2 separate regions of the Capra hircus genome follow, and region 2 is linked to region 1. A link is a contact called in public Hi-C data. All regions are on one chromosome and are shown on one strand. The core of a region is the stretch at or near the end of the contact, and the rest is flanking DNA. Distances in the headings are between cores, read along the strand shown. Region 1 overlaps LOC102173992. Region 2 holds the start of PRKAR1B (cAMP-dependent protein kinase type I-beta regulatory subunit).

Region 1 (2,833 bases), core at 4-2,503:
CCGTGGTGGACTTGCTCGCTCTCTCGGTCGGTTCGGAGATACGGGCTCGGAGCATAACAGATACAAGGGCCCTACTTTCTTTTTCTTTTTAATTTCAGAGACTTTGTGTGTTTTTTAAGCTGTCACAGTTCAGTTCAGCCGCTCAGTCGTCCGACTCTTTGCGACCCCATGAATTGCAGCACGCCCGGCCTCCCTATCCATCACCAGCTCATCACAGGTTCACATCGAACATCGCAGGGAGGCGCAAAGACTCCCAGCATGCCTCGGGCCCCTGCAGGCACAGCCTCCCCTTGACTCTGCAGAACGGAGAGCGTGCTTCCCCCCCAATGCCCTGGCCGCCCCCAACCAGATGCGGCCCACCGTCGGCCCCCAGGCTGCACATGGACGTGCCCCCCACCCTGGCTTCCCCGGCGGCCCCCTGCAAGGGAGGGCCCAGAGCATGGATGTGCCAGGGGGTGGACGGCCCCTCCAAGAGGAGGTCGACGCTGGGCCAGCGGATGCGCACGTCTGTCTGGCACAGGCAGTGCTGGCCACCAGCCAACATAGGGTGACCCTCCCCAGAGAGTCCAGACACCTCAGATGCCCAGCGCAGACCACGGCCCTCGTCTCAGGAACGGCCTTCTGCGCCCGGACAGGATTCGCTTCCATAGAAGCCACCGCCGGCTCTCCCGAAGCAGTGCTGGCCCCTCACGAGGGAAACCCAGTGTGACTGCTCGTCTCATCAAAGGCACAGAGTGAGCCTGGGTCAGCGGGCATTTGACCAGCGGGCCAGAGGGAAGCCACCACCGCCCCAGGATCAGGAGCGGCTGGACAGGCGTCCAGGGCCTCAAGGCAGCGCGGAGCAGCGTCAGCGAGGGCTCGGCCCAGAGGCCGCCCCAGCCCTCCGGGAGCAGACGGGCGGCCCCAAGCCCTCTCTGATCAGCCTGCTACAAACCTGCTCGTTTCTCTGAAATCATTTCCTCGGCACAAAGGTGCTTTCCAGAGGAAGAACAGCAACAACTGAAACCCATCAGACAGGAAACGCTGGAAAAGAGTAGCACAAGGGCGCGCCCACAGGAGCCGCCCCAACGCCGCGAGCGCGGACTCGGGAGCCGCCGGCCGCCGCCCGGGTGTTCGCGGAGAAGGGCCAGAACGGTGGGCTGCACGTCGCGTGCGTTTTACCACAGTAAGAAACGCTGCTGGGGAGAGAAACACCAGGGGCTTCCGCGGCCGGAGGTGAGGGAGCCTCCTGCCGGCGCGGGGGCCGTGGGCTCGACCCCGGCCCGGAAAGAGTCTGCGCGCCGCGGGGCGACGCCGCCCGCGCGCCAGCCGCTGGGGCCCCGGACCCTGCGCACCGCGCTAGAGGGCAGCCTGCCCGCCGCCCCCGCGGGGAGCCCGCGCACAGAACAGGCTCGGCACAGCCGGAGATAAGCAAACGATAGGTTTGGGGGAAAAGAAAAACCAAACGAAAAGTGCACACGTACACAATGACCCGCATCTGTAAGCACGTGCGTCCTGCAAGCAAGGAAAGTCCTGGGGAAGCGTCGGGTGGGCGCACTGGTGCGGCTCCACAACCTCTCCTGCTGCATTTAAACCCACCGAATCCCGGAGCGGCTCCGAGGCCGTGCTTTGCCTTGGGATACAGACTATTCTCGGAGAAGGCAATGGCACCGTACTCCAGTGCTCGTGCCTGGAAAATCCCAGGGACGGGGGAGCCTGGTGGGCTGCAGTCCATGGGGTCGCTAGGAGTCAGACACGACTGAGCGACTTCACTTTCACTTTTCACTTTCATGCATTGGAGAAGGAAATGGCAACCCACTCCAGTGTTCTTGCCTGGAAAATCCCAGGGACGCGGGAGCCTGGTGGGCTGCCGTCTATCGGGTCGCACAGAGTTGGGCACGACTGAAGCGACTTAGCAGCAGCAGCAGCATGGGCTATTCTGCCTCAAGATTCCACCTGAGAACAAGTCCGCCTCCTCACAAGCTGCCTCACTGAGGCCTGGACGCAGGGCACTGCACCTTGGCCAGGGCAGCACCCCAGCAGCTAGGCCATCCCTGCCCGCCTGTGTGGACAGCTGCCGCCTCCGCGCTTATCAAGGCCATGGACATATGCTTCCTCCTCACCACACAAGGGGAGAAACGTGTTCCTCCCCAGGCTTCCTTCCTCCTGCAGAGAGGGGCCCGAGACCAGGCCCCAAAGCAAGAGCCTCTCCTGCCCCTGGTCACCCTGGTCCGCAGGTGCAGCAGGGAGTGAGATGCTCATGGGTTTGAGAACACCTAGGGCGCTTCGCGTTTGGGGATCTCCGGTCCATGTGAGCATCCAATGCAAATCTCAGGGACTCTCCCCAGGAAAACATACCCGCTTATAAAAGCTCGCAGGCGATTTTGGAGACTCCACCCAGTCAGCCTGAAGCCTGGAACCCTGGCCTTCAGGTCACCCACCTTCTCCAAAGCTCAGTCCTCACCTGTCAAAGGCAGGTAGGAAACTGCCCCTCCACGCGAGAACCATCAATTAATCCTCCTAAACTTCTGTGCCCGCCCCAGCCTCTCCCCCGCAGGCTCCAAACCCACAATCTCTTTGATGACTCAGACCCTCCAAGGCACTTCTCTTGTCTTTCTGTCCAACCCTGCCTCTCCCCACCACCCCCTTCTTGGCGAGAGGCACCCCTTCACTCGGGACTCGGGCCAGTCCTAGGAGTCACGGGCCAGGCCTCACTCCTCACCCTACCTCCATCCCCCAGCAGGACCCGGAAGGCCCCCCCGAGCCTCTCACTCCACGTCCACTCCCCCCAGGGGACAGAAGCAGCCCCTCTCCCGCCAGGTGTAACAACCTCAAGCGTCTCCGGCCACTGCAG
Region 2 (2,871 bases), core at 345-2,844, 190 kb after region 1:
CCCTGCACTGCCCCCTCTCCCCACTGGCAGCCACCAGCTCTCTGTGCCTTTGAGTGAGCTGCTGTCTTGTCATATTCACTGGTGTGCTATGTTTTCCAGGTTCCATATATAAGTAAGATTATATGGCATTTTTAAAATCTGACTTAGCGTGAAGCTCTCCAGATACGTCCACGTTGCTGCAGATGGCATTCTTTCATTGTTTGTTATGGCTGTGTAATATTCCAGGGTAGAAAAGACCCTGACGCTGGGAAAGACTGAGGGCAGGAGGAGAAGGGGACGACAGAGGATGAGATGGTTGGATGGCATCGCTGATTCAATGGACATGAGTTTGAGCAGGCTCTGGGAGATGGTGAAGGACAGGGAGGCCTGGCGTGCTGCAGTCCATGGGGTTGCGAAGAGTTGGACACGACCGAGCAACTGGACAACAGAAACAGCGATGACGCTCGGTCGTATAAGCACACCGCGCCTTCCTTGTCCCTTCCTCTGCTGATGGGTGCTTGGGTTGCCTCCACGTCTCGGCTGTCGTAAACACTGCTTCTGTGAATGTTGGGCTGCACGTGTCTCTTCGACTCAGAATTCTCTCCAGTCCCGCTCTCAGGAGTGAGATTGCGGGATCATACGGCAGCTCTGCTCTTATTCTTTTTCGGGAACCTCCATACTGTTCTCAGAGTGGTGGCACCGATTTTCATCCCCACTGACAGTGTCGGGGAGGGGGTCTCAGGGGCTGAGGTGTGTCTGCAGGCAGGAGCGGGACTCAGCCCAGCAGAGGAAGGCATCCGTGCGGGTCGGTCTGGGGGCTCCTGCACCCCACCCTCCCTCACCTGCTCCCCCGCCTCCAGGGAGACAAAGAAGCATTTAAATAGACGAAAGCAACGGCTTTCAGACGTGTTTGTTTCCTGGGCCCGGGGAGCGGGCGGGTGCAGGCGGGCTGGGTCTCCGGCCCGTGTCTGTTTCCTGGGGGCTCCTCCACTGGCCCGTTTCCAAGACCACTGAGAGCCCTCTGCCCAAGGGGCCCCGAGTCTTGCTTCTCTTCTGGGGAGACAGGTGCCCGGGGGTGGGTGGCCTCCCAGGGATGGGGGTTGGTGGTTAGGTTCCGGTGTCCGGACCCTGGCCTTTGCGCCTGGTTGCTGTCCAGAGGAGGCTCCTGGGCGGTTGTGGACGCTCCCCCGGCCGGCAGGGTGTCCCCGGCTCCCTGCACCCCCATCCCGCTTGAGGGTCCATCTCACAGCAGACTCGGGAGACGAAACAGCCAGGCTGCCCGGTGGGGAGCCAGCCTCGAGCCTCTGTGCCCATCGAGCGAGCAGTTAAGAGAGTCTGGTTTCTTCCCGTTTCTGTGTCCAGCATCTCAGCTCCCTTAGATGGAAAGAGGTAGAAAAGGCGTCAGGACTGGTCGCCGTGTCCTTGTGGGAACGGCCCCCATCTGCGTTGTCTTCTGTGAGTGGAGTCTGTCCCAAATGATCCCGTCTTCATAAATCCTCAGGCTGCGCAGGACGAGGGGCCTTGAGCCCAGGGCTGGCGGGTCCCTGGGGTCTCCATCGCCTCCGAGCCGGGGAGCAGGAGCCGCGTGGAGGGCAGGGCGGCCCCCAGCGCCCCCATGGCCCCCACACGCCATGCTTTCTTTTGCAGCGACATCTTCGACGCCATGTTCCCCGTCACACACATCGCCGGGGAGACTGTCATACAGCAAGGTACGCCGCCAGCTCCTCCTCCCCGGGGCCGGAGCCCCCGCGAAGGGTTGGTTATTTACTTACGAATGTATTTATCACGAAACTCTTATTGTCTGTCCTCGAGACAGGTCATTATGACCCTGCATAACAGTCCGCTTCACAAGTTAGTGTGTGCTAATATGCTCTGACAACCTCAGCGCTCAGTCACGTCTGGTTCTTTACGACCCCACGGGCTGCAGCCCGCCCAGCTCCTCCGTCCATGGCATTAATCCAGGCAAATACTGGAGTGGGCAGCCATCTCCTCCGCCAGGGGATCTTCCCGACCCAGAGATCGAGCTTGCGTCTCCCCTGCGTCAGCAGGCAGATTCTTTTTACTGCTGAGCCACGGGGGACCTTCTCGTGGTTAGAAATATTGAGGAGCTGTGTTGAGTCCTGGAGGCTCGACAGCCGCGGACTTCAGCTGTCAGTGGTGTTGGGAGAGGACTCTCTGCAGCCTGACTGCGGAATCCGTTTCCTGGCGAGTGTGAAGTAGGTCACTGCGTTCCGCACCTTCGTACGCACAGCTCCCACTTACAGATTTTTAAAGATGGGTGAGACTCGGCCTTGCTGGGCGGAGGTCTGGGAAGCAACGTCGTAAGGTGGTTTGTTACCAGAAAGACGAGAGCCCGCCTTGCTCACATCACGCGTCTGTTTTCCTTCCCTCGCAGGGGACGAAGGGGACAACTTCTACGTGATCGACCAGGGAGAGGTGGACGTGAGTATCCCCAGCATTCTCGGGCCGGCAGCACCTGTCTGTGCCCACTCTCGGGTCTAGAGAAGGTCGTTCTGGGTGGTATGTTTCCAGTTTCTCAGTCCAGAAGCAACAGAGTTCACGTAGGAGATACTGCAGGCGCGTCCAAGCAGAGTGGGGCGAGGGCGGCTGGTGTCAGCCCGGCCACGGCCCCTGCCGTCAGTGCCCGCCGAGCCGACCGCGGCCCCAGGGCCCCGAGGGGGCAGCTCTGCTGCAGCTGGAGCCCGCGACGCGGCAGGCCGGCGTGGCGCACGCGCTTTGGACGCCCAGGGGCCTCGTGGCCCTGGCTCTGCGGTGGAACCAGGCTGCGTCCGTCCCGGGATGCCGTGCCCTCCGATTGTGTTCGCGTCCTCTCTTTACTGCCATGTCTCCGGCGGGGACACCCAGGCTCTTTTTGCAGAAACACCTCCTCCG

Evidence for each region. Hi-C and Micro-C count contacts between places; a contact is called where the count stands out from the background.
Region 2: a Hi-C map of liver shows a contact between it and region 1, with 5 times the contacts expected there. The contact joins the promoter of PRKAR1B here to the enhancer-like site in region 1. A contact is called at or near these places in 3 of 5 Hi-C or Micro-C datasets (blood and liver).

The regions. Positions count from the first base shown.
Region 1 is chr25:42,393,303-42,396,135 of ARS1.2, forward strand. All of the region lies in intron 4 of LOC102173992, which reads right to left. Among named protein-coding and RNA genes, the nearest start is that of DNAAF5, 12 kb to the right of the region's middle. Within about 2 kb of position 1,254, at least 1 of the 5 cell types and tissues checked has an H3K27ac peak or open chromatin away from gene starts, as enhancers often do.
Region 2 is chr25:42,587,816-42,590,686 of ARS1.2, forward strand. It overlaps PRKAR1B (cAMP-dependent protein kinase type I-beta regulatory subunit), which reads left to right and starts at 1,595. Exons shown (of 7, transcript XM_018040013.1): 1 at 1,595-1,688; 2 at 2,375-2,421. The coding sequence starts at 1,595.